Linked DNA regions of Sus scrofa: region 2 is linked to region 1. The links are chromatin contacts, called in public HiChIP or PLAC-seq maps. All regions are on one chromosome and are shown on one strand. Each heading gives the region's core, a stretch centred on a gene start, on an enhancer-like site or on the middle of the called end of the contact. The rest is flanking DNA. Distances are from core to core; before and after follow the strand shown.

Region 1 (5,796 bases), core at 1,663-4,162:
GTGGGTTCAGTCCCTGCCCTTGCTCAGTGGGTTAACAATCTGGCATTGCCGTGAGCTGTGGTGTAGGTCGCAGACGCGGCTCAGATCCTGCCTTGCAGTGGCTCTGGTGTAGGCCGGTGGCTATAGCTCCGATTCAATCCCTGGCCTGGGAACCTCCATATGCTGCAGGAGCGGCCCAAGAAATAGCTAAAAAAAAAAAAAAAAGACCTGGTAAGGGACTTCCCTGGTGGCCTAGGGGTTAAGGATTTGGTGGTGGTGTTGCTGTGGTGGGGGTTTGATCCCCGTCTGGCTTCTGCATACCACAGGTATGGCCAAAAAAAAAAGAAAAAGACCTGGGAGGAATTGAGGCATTGGTGGGAACTAAACCAAACCATTAAGAATAGTTACAAGTACCCTGTCTGAGTGCTGCTAATCTTGTTCCTTTTTCCTTGGCACTTAATTGCTACATAGGAATCTGAAGAAAAACATTTTAGCTTAATTTTTAAAAATTTTATTTTTTGCTTTTTAGGGCCTCATCTTCAGCATATGGAAGTTCCCAGGCTAGGTTTCAAATTGGAGCTGCAGCTGCGGGCCTATGTCACAGCCACAGCAATGCCAGATCCAAGCCATGTAGGCGACCTATAGCACAACTCACGGCAATGCCAGATCATTAACCCACTGAGCAAGGCCAGGGATCAAACCCACATCCTCATGGATACTAGTCGGGTTGATAACCCACTGAGCCACAGGAACTCCCAGTTTTTAGCTTTTTAAATAAACAATCTCTTTGTCCTGATTATACATTGTGCTTGTTCTTTATTGCTGACGTTTCCGAACTTTTCCAGATCATGTCTTGAAGTTTTCTGCTTATTTATTTTTTCTGGATTCAGAGAACTCAATTTTCCATGTCCATCCTAGATCCTTTTGGTTGCACCCGCAGCATACAAAAGCTCCCAGGCCAGAGATTAAACCTTTGCTGCAGCAGTGACCTGAGCTGCAGCAGTGACAATGCCAGGTCCTTAACTGCTAGGCTACCAGGGAACTCCAACACCACAGATCTTTTTAGACATTAAGGCAGGTTTTCTTTTACTGTAAGTTATTGCCTCTAAGTGATTTGCTCTGTCTTCTTTGGGGAGGGGGTGCCTGTAGTTTGACTTTGTGGTGTTTGTTCTCTTGTACATTTTCTTCTTAAAGAATTTCATCACCAGCTTTTTCTCATAGTCGTCTCCTATCCTGCTGACTTGCTCTTCTACACTGTTAAGTCTGCTTATTACAGCTCCAACCATTGCTTTTACTTTGGCTATTGTGGTTTTAATTTCATGGTACCCTCTATTTATCTTGGCCTGTCCTTTAAAAGATGCAAGTTCTTCTTTTAATCAAGAATCAGGGAGTTCCTGTCATGGCTCAGTGGTTAACAAATCTGACTAGGAACCCTGAGGTTGAGGGTTTGATCCCTGGCCTTGCTCAGTGGGTTAAGGATCCTGCATTGCTGTGGCTTTGGCATAGGCCGGTGGCTACAGCTCTGATTAGACCCCTAGCCTGGGAACCTCCACATGCCGTGGGAAGTGGCCCTAGAAAAGGCAAAAAGACAAAAAAAAAAAAAAAAAAAAAAAAGGAATAAGAATCAGGTGTTGGGTTCTACTTTATGGACTAAACATATTTCAAAAGAGTACTTTTTGGCTGTAGCCCTTTATTTATTTTCTCATATGCCACATGTTTTTTTTTTTCCCCAGAGGATTTTTTTCTCTTTTGCTTATTCATCTTCAAGACTGTCTAGTTGATCTTTGTTGATGACTGGAAGTCCAGGCTTTCTGGATCACAGTGTCAGACAATCAGGACGCAGAATTTCCCACCCTTAGTCCCCTTTCCAAGACGACGCAGGTGACTCCAATGAAGTGGCTCAGAAGCAAGGGCTGGATCATCTTCTGTCTCATTGTCTTAGCTGTTTATCGAATTCACCTGCTTCAAGATTCTGCCTTTTATTTTCAACCTCTGGTGTTTGTGACTATTAAAGTTACAGTTGATTTATGTTGTGTTCATTTCTGCTATACAGCAAAGTGATTCAGTTATACATATATACATTCTTTTCCATTTTTGTGACAATCTCTGAACCTCAGTGCGTCTAACTCGTTTTCTCTAGATGTTAATACTTGTTTTTTTCGCGTTTCTACCTGGGTAAGATCCTGCCCATCTGTACCAACTTGGGTGCCAGTCTCTGAATCTCAGTGTTTTTCTCAGGGTCTCAACCCACTACTCCCGAACCCCTTACTCTGCTCTCCTTTTCTTCGCAGTACTTCGCAGACAACTTGAGTCTTCCTTCAGATCCATCGACCGTCCATCCATCATCTCCTGGAGGGTAGCTTCGAGGAGGGTGGACGCGCAGGAACGCGGTGACACTTGTTGAACGAGCCTCTGCCGGAGCGGGCCGCGTCCGGGCTTCTTGTCTCCGCCTCCCACTCTGGGTTTCACACTTTCTCAGGATGCAAATATCTCTCTCGGTCTCGGTCACCCTTCCGGCTTCTGTGCGGGTCTCGAGGCCTCTAATCTGTATGGGCCCCGGACTCTCACAAACCTGGCTCGGCGCGCGGGGGCGGGGGGAATCCGCCCCGGTCGCGCTCCTACTCGGAGGGAGCCGCCCGGAGCTTCTCTCGGCCCGCTGCCCCGCCCGTTCGGCCCCGCAAGCTCGCCCCGCCTCGGAGTCCTCAGCGTTTCCCCGCCGCCTCCCGCGAGCGCACGTGACCGCGCCCCGCCCCGCCGCTGCAGTGCTCCGCCCCCAACGCGCCTCTTCCGCCGGCCGCGCAGCCCTGCCCCCAGGCCGCGGGAGCCAATCCGCGCTCACGCCTACGGCCCTGCCCCGGCGCCCTCCTCGGCGCGCGCCCCTCCCTCCGCCCGCCGGCCCGCCCGTCAGTCAGTCAGGCGGGCAGTCGGTACGAGCGGTCGGTGGCTATCTACCTCTCCCGAGCGGGTCCCTCACTGATTCTTCCCGGCCAGCGGCGGCGGCTGCAGCGGCTGGGGCGCGGTCTCCCCGTTGGTGCAGCGTGGGCCGAGCAGCGGCCGCGGAGCATCGAGCCCAGTGCGGCGGCGGCGGCGGCGGCCCGGCAGCCAACATGGCGGCGGCGGCGGCGGGCGCGGGCCCCGAGATGGTCCGCGGGCAGGTGTTCGACGTGGGGCCGCGCTACACCAACCTCTCCTACATCGGCGAGGGCGCCTACGGCATGGTGTGGTGAGTGTCCATGCCCCGCGGCCTGGCCGCGCCCGCCGCCCTCCCCTCCCCCCCAGCCGGGCTCACCGCTGCTGCCCCGCTTGCTCTCCGGACCCCGACCCTGACCCCGACCCCGGACGCGGACCCAGCCCCTACCCCAACCCGGACCTCCGACCTCCGACCCAGGCCCGCTGCGCCGCCAACCGCAGCGGGGCCTCGGTCGGGGCGGGGCTGGTCGGGCTGGGGCGTTGCTCGGCGCGGGGAGGGGGCGGGGGGTGGACACTGGATCCAGGACCCCGGCCCGGGAACCTAGGCCCCCTCCGCCCCCCCCGCCCCCCTCCCCGGCCTGGGTGTGCGCCGCGCGGCCTGCTCTTCGCGCCGGGGTGGGAAGCCGCGAATTCCTTCAGATGCTGGCGGCGGCGGCCGCGGCGTGTGTGCCCCGCCCCGAAATGACCGTCTGTTATTTTCCTTCCCTCGCCTGCGTTTTCCACGCACGGCTTTCATCAGATACCTTCGGTGGTGCCAGCGGTGCTCTCCTGCGCAGGCTTTTGAAAAAGCATTAGTGGCGTCAATGTTTGTTTTGGCATATTTCATTCTTGATGAAGTTTTTAAATGGGTTTTAATATCGTACTGTCCGCGTTTTAGGAAAGATAAACCAGCATCCCTCTCTTGATTTATTAAGGAGTCATTTGGAGTTGGGCCTAAATTGGCTTCTTTTTCCTTTATCTCGCTTGAACTCTATTACCAGCATAAAGGCATCCAGACGTTTTAGCACAATTATTGTGGACTTTTACTGTCAATGCTTTAGTGGTCAATATGTATGCAGTCCTGGTGGAGTTCTTGCAGTGTCACATGCTGGTTCCCTCGTCTTGATGCAGATCCCTCAGAAACGTTTGTGGAGTGGAGGTGACGGTGTTTTTTTTTCGTTTTTTTTTTTTTTTTAAATTAGTACTAACTAGCTGTCTTGTGCTGATGAAGACTTGTGCAGGTGTGGACTCCCTTATACCTAAATCTTGTGAGTGTCTTTTGTGTTGAACGAAGGAAAAAAACTAATACTGAATGCTGCGTGGCAGGTACTGTGCTAGATATATTATCTCATTTTATTTGAATAGTCAGCTGGTGGGAGGGAAGGGCTGTGAGATCTTTCAGATGAGAAAGTATTTCTGGTAAAGCCAATTCCTAAGGTCATTCAACTAAAGAGTCAGACTTGAGATTGTAGACTGAGAATTTAACTTCAGTTGCTGCAGCTCTTTTCATTACATCCTATTTTTCTTAAATAATGTTATTAATAATTTTAGAATTCTAGTCTGTCTTACTCATAAGCAAATCTATTTCAGAAATATATTCAACTTTAAATGATCTTGATTTCAGAAAGGCCATAGAGGGCATGATTTACCAGTTACATTAGCTAGGTTCAAAGACTACATAAACTTTAAAAAAAAAGAAAAAGACTTTCATTGAATCTTGAATATTTTCATTCTTTTCAAGATCAAAATGCTTCAAAGTATACAGCTGAGAATTAACGTGAATTCAGAGGCTAAGGAGCCAAAAGCGAAATTAAATTAGTTGAGGCCTAAAAGAAATGCAGTCCTAGAATGCAATGGAGAGAAAGTAATGCCCCACAGCATCACTTGTGTCCTACATCTGATTGCTGTTGTATCTGCTGGTAAGTGTGCCAGTAAAGGTCTCTATGAAGTGTTCAGAATTGCCTGTCATGTCCTTCAGCCCTTCCAAAGAAGATAAATTAGAACCTAAGATAGACTCTGAAAAGAACTAGTTTTGGAGTTCCCATCGTGGCTCAGTGGTTAACAAATCTGACTAGGAACCATGAAGTTGTGGGTTCGATCCCTGGCCTTGCTCAGTGGGTTAAGGATCCGGCATTGCTGTGAGCTGTAGTGCAGGTTGCAGACGTGGCTCGGAATCTGCATTGCTGTGGCTCTGGCATAGGCCAGGGGCTACAGCTCTGATTGGACCCCTAGCCTGGGAACCTCCATATGCTGCGGAAGCAGCCCAAGAAATGGCAAAAAGACAAAAAAAAAAACAAAAACCAAAAAACTAGTTTTATGACAATCCAGTTTAGAGGTTTTTTTTTCTTTTTAATTTGATAAGAATGTTTACTAGTCTGAAGCTCATTTAGATCTGCTAACTTTCTGTAGCTTCTGTAGACTTATTTGACCTTCTAAATCTCTGTCGGGTAAAATACCAAGCCCTCTTAATGTGACGTTCCTTTCTTAAGTAGGATCCAAGTGTAAATATTATTGGAATTAGAATCCTGGGTACAGATTATAGCTTTTTATCTTCAGATTAATGATATTTAATATAAGAATTAAATCCATGTCACACATTATTAGCATTTAATAAATGTTGGTTTACATTGTTGGGTTTATGGAGGATTTCTTGATTGAAATAGTAATATTTGAATAGGGATGTTTTCAAAAATTTAATGCTTCCAGAGGATTTAAGTGTTTTGGGAGAAAAAAATTTTTTTTCACTCCCTGAATCAGTTCATTAGGAATTTGCTTTTTCTGTGCAGAGTCCTTTCCTAATCATCATGTGGAGAATATAAAGATGAAGAGTGGAGCTTGAATTGGGCCTTTAGGAGTGGGTGTGATTTT
Region 2 (6,397 bases), core at 410-2,909, 150 kb after region 1:
CAGTTCCTGGAAAAGCCAGCAGGACTTACTGGCCAACAGGAGGCAGGGGGAGCTAAGAGAAACTTCTAGCCTTCTGACCCCAGCAAACTGAGCAGTGGTATGACCACTGAGATGGAAAAATTGGGGCAGAGTTCCCTTTGTGGCACAGTGAAAAGGAATCTGACTAGTGTCCATGAGGATTTGGGTTCGATCCCTGGTCTCTCAGTGGGTTAAAGATCCAGCATTGCCATGAGCTGTGGTGTAGGTAGCAGGCGGGGCTCAGATCCCTCATTGCTATGGTTGTGGTGTAGGCCTGTAGTTGTAGCTCTGAGTCAACCCTTAGCCTGGGAACTTCTATATGCTACGAGTGCAGCCCTAAAAAGAAAAAAAAAGAAGAAAGAAAAATTTTAGCAACATGGATGGACCTAGAAATCATCATGTTAAGTGAAGTCAGTCAGACAATGAGACACCAACATCAAATGCTATCAGATATGTGGAATCTGAAAAAAGGACACAATGAACTTCTTTGCAGAACAGATATTGACTCACAAACTTTGAAAAACTTATGGTTTCCAAAGGAGACAGTTTGGGGGGTGGGGGGATGCGCTGGGGGTGTTGGATGGAAATCCTATAAAATCGGATTGTCATGATCATTGTACAACTATAAATGTAATAAATTCATTGAGTAATTTAAAAAAAGAAAAGAAAAAAGAAAGAAAGATGGGGGCAGAGCAGGCTCAGGTGCAACAATCCAGAGCTCCACGTGGGGCATAGTGAATTGGAGATGTCCCTCAGATCTCCAAAAGGAGGTGTCTGGCAAGCAGCTGATCACTGCAAGACTGGTGTGACCACCGCGGAGAAGAGTAAACTGGGAGGGGGGGGGGGGCGGTACAGAACTATGAGGTCCGAGAGAGGGGAGGAGGATCCAACAAAGGAGACGGAGAAAGAGAAGCCCCTGAGGAGTGTATGGTGTCCCAGACACCAGAGAAGGGCTATTCGGCCGTGTCACACGCTGCTGAGAAGCCCAACAAAACGAGGTCTGAAAACTGACTCCCAGATGTAGCCACGCAAAAGTTACTGGATCCCAACAAGAGCAGCGCGGGGGGGTCGAGTGCCTGGCTGTTGTGGTTTCAAAAGGACAGCAAGAAACAGCAGGTAGACACAGGCCTTTCCCATCCTGCCATGAAGAAAATCAAAGAAACTCGATGGCAGCTGGTGGGGCAAGGCTGGTCTGTTTCTAATAGGAGATGCTGGAACTCTCGGGTAGGCTGGGGGGCGTGAACCGCGCGCGGGGTAAGACAGCAGTGGCGGAGCTGAAGGAACGGGGACCCTGGGAAACCCTGAGCCTTACGGGGCCGCCCCGCCGGCGTAGGCCGAAGGCTTCTGGGGAAGCGAAGCTGAGAGGGGTTCGGGGAAAAGGCGCAACGCAGGAACGGCCACAGGCGGGACTGAGGCCAACGGGGCCCGCTCCCGGAGGGGGGCTACTTACATCTTGTCTTTCTGGTGCTGTCGCTTCCCCATGGCGTCGGTGGCAGCGGCGGCGCCGGCAGGACGAGCGAACGTGGCAAAACAACCCCAGACAACTCAGACAGCCGCGTCTCCGAAGAAAAACAATCGCAGACAACTCAGACTCCAGCGTCTCCGTCGACCTCGTAACAACTTCCGGGTCCCTTGGCCCCCCCCCGCCCCGCCCCGCCCCGCCCCGCCCCGGAAGCTGGCGCTGGGTATGCCGGGAACCGTGGTGCCCAGCGCGCGTGCCCGAGGTGGGGGGCGGGGGGCGCTTGGGTGCTGGGGCTTCTGGGCCAGCCCTAGGCAGAGCCACCTTACCCCGAAGGCCCATCTTCCCGGGTGCCTTTCTCTGGACCGTTGCCTATCTGCCCCACAGGGCTTAGACCCACCCTAGTTTGACCTGATTTCTCAGGTCTTTAAAAAGCCCGCCTGGGAGTTCCTGTCGTGGCTCAGCTGAAACGAATTTGACTAGAGGACTCAGGTTCGATCCCCGGCCTCGCTCAGTGGCTTAATGATCCGCTTAACCACCTTGTTGTGAGCTGTGGTGTAGGTCTCAGACGCGGCTCGGATCCTGCGTTGCGGTGGCTATGGCATAGGCCAGCGGCTACAGCTTCAATTCCACCCTTAGCCTGGGAAACTCCATGTGCCACGGGTGCGGCCTTAGGAAAAAAAAAAAGCCCACCTAGCTCAGCGGGTTAGGGATCCCACGTTGCCACAGCTGTGGTGCAGTTTGCACCTAGGGCAGGATTTGATCCCTGGCTTGAGAACTTTACACATTCTGCGATTGTAACAAAAAAGTAAATATAAAGGAAAACTCCCACTAGGCCCCATATCCACTCCTCAACTACCCCCCCCCCGCCCCCCCAAGGCAGACAGCTCAAAAGGGACATCCACACTTTCTGTCCACCCGCTCACTGCCCATACAGTTCCCACTGCCTCCAGGCCCTTCTCCTGGGAGGCCCAGGGGCAGGAGCCATCAAGCCTGAAAGTCCAAAGCCCTGATGATACCTTCTGTCTCTTCAGCCAGACCACCATGTTTGTGTGCCCCAGCCAAGCCCTGGACCTCCCTCTACAGTCAAGCACTGGGTGATCTTGCCCAGATTGATGGCTTTAAACACTGTATCCCTTGATTCCCAAACACTAAATTGCCAGCACTCTTGGGAGTGCCTGTTGTGGCTTAGAGGTAACCCGACTAGTATCCATGAGGACACAGGTTCAATTCCTGTCCTTGCTTGGTGGGTTAAAGGATCTGGTGTTGCTGCTGTATAGGTCACAGACTTGGCTCGGATCCTGAGTTGCTGTGGTTGTGGTGTAGGCTGAGTTCCCATGTTGGATCCCAGCCTCCCTGACTTGACCACCTGACCACCTACTGTGTGCAGGCTCAGACCCATGAGCCTCTGGCTTGCAGTACCCTGACCACTACTTGGGACAGGAGAAAGCCCAAGGGACAGCATGGTCCCTGGGGAGCGAGGCACAAGGAAGGCACCTCCGGGGGGAATTTATTCATTTCTCTGGCCGTGCTTTGCACAAGAGAGGTTACGGGTCCCTCTGGTAGGGCACAGGCTCCACGCTGCCAGGGTCATTCTCTGAGTCATCTTGGGGATGGGGCACAGGCTGGAACTTGAGCAGGACAGGCGGCGTGAAGATGGAGGCCTTCACAGAAGGCGATGGCATCTCCTCGGTGCTGGGCAAGCCACTACAGGCTGCGGTCCTGTACAGGAGACAGGCAAGATGTGCCCATGAGCTCAGACCCGGCACACGGGGCCACCAGAGGGTCCTATAACCAAACCCAGGCTGTGGGGTGGTTCTCAATCCGTCTCTACCCCTGGAAGCCCTTCCCACCGGTGTTTGTTCAAGGCTGTTCATTGTGGCAATGTCTGTGATTATGCAAACCTGGAAACAATCTAAAGGACCATTGGGGGAGTTCCCTGGTGGCTCAGGGGGTTAAAGACCTAGTGTTGTCACCACTGTGGTGTGGGTTCATCCTGAGCCTGGGAGTTTCTGCAAGCTGCAAGCACAGCCCAAAAAAAGTTCGTCAGGGAATTGCTTAAGGAATCATGGTGTAGCTATGCCTGCTGTGACCATTCTGCAGCTGTTTAAGGAACCACGTTGGTCTATATATCCCAACAAGTAAAGCCGCCTCAGTGGTACAGTAACAGAAAAGAGCAAGTTTCTGAGAAGTACAGGCTATATCATCTTGCCTTGATTTAAAAATCAACCAATGTAAAAAAAAAACAACAACAAAAAAAAAACTGATGGAGTTCCCGTCATGGCTCAGTGGTTAACAAATCTGACTAGGAACCATGAGGTTGCAGGTTCGATCCCTGGCCTCGCTCAGTGGGTTAAGGATCCGGCATTGCCATGAGCTGTGGTGCAGGTTGCAGACTCAGCTCAGATCCAGCATTGCTGTGGCTCTGGCATAGGCCAGCTGCTACATCTCAAATTAGACCCCTAGCCTGGGAACCTCCATATGCCGTGGATGCAGCCCTAGAAAAGACAAAATAAAAAAATTAACCAATGTATTGGGATTTTTTTTTTTTCCCTTTTTAGGGCGGCACCCACAGCATGTGGAAGTTCCCAGGCTAGGGGTCAAATCAGAGCTGAAGCTGCTGGCCATAGCAACACCCGATCCTTAACACAGAATGAGGCCAAGGATCAAACCCATGTCCTCATGGATACTAGTTAGGTTCCTTATCACTGAGCCATGAAAGGAACTCCTGGGACTCAAATTTTTTTTTTTTTTAAATCTTTTTAATAATTTTTTTTTTTTTCCCACTGTATGGGACTCAAATTTTATGCCTTCATTCTGTATTGTGAACTTTCTTCCATAGAATATGTTGTGCTTCTGTGAACTTTTTTTTGTTGTTGGCTACACCCATGGCATATGAAAGTTCCTGTGCCAGAGACTGAATCTGAGCCACAGCTGCAACCACAACTGTGCCAACACTGGATCCTTTACCCCACTGCTTGGGGCTGGGGATCAAACCTGCCCTTTCACAGCGACCTGAGTGGCCAGTCTGATTTTTAACCCACTATGCCATGGCAGGAACTCCTTATGTGAACTTTTTAAAAAAAATAATTTAGGAGTTCCCGTTGTGGCTCAGTGGAAATGAATCTGACTAGTTTCCATGAGGACACATGTTTGATCTCCGGCCTTGGTCAGTGGGTTAAGGATCTGGCTTTGTTGTGAGCTGTGGCATAGGTTGCAGATGCGGCTTGGATCTGGCATTGCTGTGGCTGTGGCTTAGGCCAGCAGCTACAGCTCCAATTGGACCCCCAGCCTGGGAACCTCCATATGCCATGGGTGCAGCCCTAAAAAGACCAAAAAAAAATTTTTTTTTAAATAACCCATTTTTGATGGTGGGTGCCACGATAGCACAGCTCACTCAGAAAGTGATCCATGGGAGTTGCTACTGTGGCTCAGCAGTAACGAACCAGACTGGTACATGAGGACACTGGTTTGATCCCTGGCTTCGCTCATGGGTTAAGGTTCTGGCATTGCCATGAGCTGTGGTATAGGTCGAAGACACGGCTCAGATCTGGAGTTGCTGTGGCTGTGGTGTAGGCCAGCGGTTGCAGCTCCGATTTGACCCATAGCCTGGGAAACTCCATATGCCATGGGTGCGGCCTTAAAAAGAAAAAAAAAAAGAAAGCAATCCATAACTGGCGGCTACAAATTGTCCCCATGGATAAAATACTTCAACAAGCAAAAGAAATTGAGTAAATGATGCACCATCCACACAGTGGGGTGTTCCGCATCTATTATCACTGGGGGAATTCAGGTATTTGTTTGTTTTTTTGGGGGTGGCTGCACCCATGACATGCAAAAGTTCCCTGGCCAGGGATCAAACCCAAGGCACAGCAGTGACAATGCCAAATCCTTTACCTGCTAGATCACCAGCTAACTCCTCCCTCTTCTTTTTGAGGTAACGAATATGTTCTAAAATTGGATTGTGGTGATGGTTGCACAACAGTGAATATATGGAGAGCCATTGCAGTGGACATTCTGGGTGGGTGGATTGTATGCAATGTCAATTATCTCAAAAGGTCTTTAGAAAAGGACTAAGACAATTGGTAGTATTTTCACAGAAAAAAATGAGTGTCTCTTCTTTTTTTTTTTTTTTGGTCTTTTTGTCTTTTGTTGTTGTTGTTGCTATTTCTTGGGCCGCTCCCGCGGCATATGGAGGTTCCCAGGCTAGGGGTCGAATCAGAGCTGTAGCCACCGGCCTACACCAGAGCCACAGCAACGCAGGATCCGAGCCGCGTCTGCAACCTACACCACAGCTCACGGCAACGCCGGATCCTTAACCCACTGAGCAAGGCCAGGGACCGAACCCGCAACCTCATGGTTCCTAGTCGGATTCGTTAACCACTGCGCCATGACAGGAACTCCGAGTGTCTCTTCTTAAAGCCTTGACAGCACAGAACTCCCTTTCATTTGGTATTTTTGAATGATTATATGTAACATATATGCTAGCAATCTTGTGGGTACATTTTTCATTACTAAGTAAGCCAAAAACACTTCTAAAGGTCTGCTTACTCTCTGAGTGTTATTGTTGGTAAGTCTTTTACCAACTGGGAATTTAGAATCATCCTCATAGAACCGTGTGAATTTCTCACATTAAGACATCAGAACGCTCATTCACGGCTGGTGGGAATACAAAATGGAATTCACTCTGGAAGAGAATTTGGCAGTTCCTTATAAAACCACATGTATCTTGCACAACTAAACAGCAATCATGTTCCTCGATATTAGCCCAAAGGGGTAAAGAACCTAGATTTAGGAGTTCCTGTCATAGCTCAGCGGTTAACAAACCCAACCAGCATCCATGAGGATTCAGGTTTGATCCCTGGCCTTGCTCAGTGGGTTAAAGATCCAGCATTACCATGAGCTGTGGTGTAGGTCACA

What was found. HiChIP or PLAC-seq counts read pairs in DNA pulled down with a chosen protein or histone mark.
Region 2: an H3K27ac HiChIP or PLAC-seq map of alveolar macrophages shows a contact between it and region 1. The contact joins the promoter of PPIL2 here to the promoter of MAPK1 in region 1. A contact is called at or near these places in 1 of 5 promoter capture datasets (fetal liver) and 1 of 2 datasets of contacts at active chromatin or transcription factors (alveolar macrophages).

Annotation. Positions count from the first base shown.
Region 1 is chr14:50,080,644-50,086,439 of Sscrofa11.1, forward strand. It overlaps MAPK1 (mitogen-activated protein kinase 1), which reads left to right and starts at 2,913. Exons shown (of 9, transcript NM_001198922.1): 1 at 2,913-3,202. The coding sequence starts at 3,087. It overlaps PPM1F (protein phosphatase 1F), which reads left to right. Exons shown (of 8, transcript XM_021073287.1): 8 at 2,271-2,404. The coding sequence ends at 2,383.
Region 2 is chr14:50,231,183-50,237,579 of Sscrofa11.1, forward strand. PPIL2 (peptidyl-prolyl cis-trans isomerase-like 2) reads right to left here and starts at 1,660. Exons shown (of 21, transcript XM_001929539.5): 1 at 1,469-1,660. The coding sequence starts at 1,500. LOC100155534 (verprolin) reads right to left here. Exons shown (of 7, transcript XM_013983173.2): 7 at 2,971-3,199. The coding sequence ends at 3,025.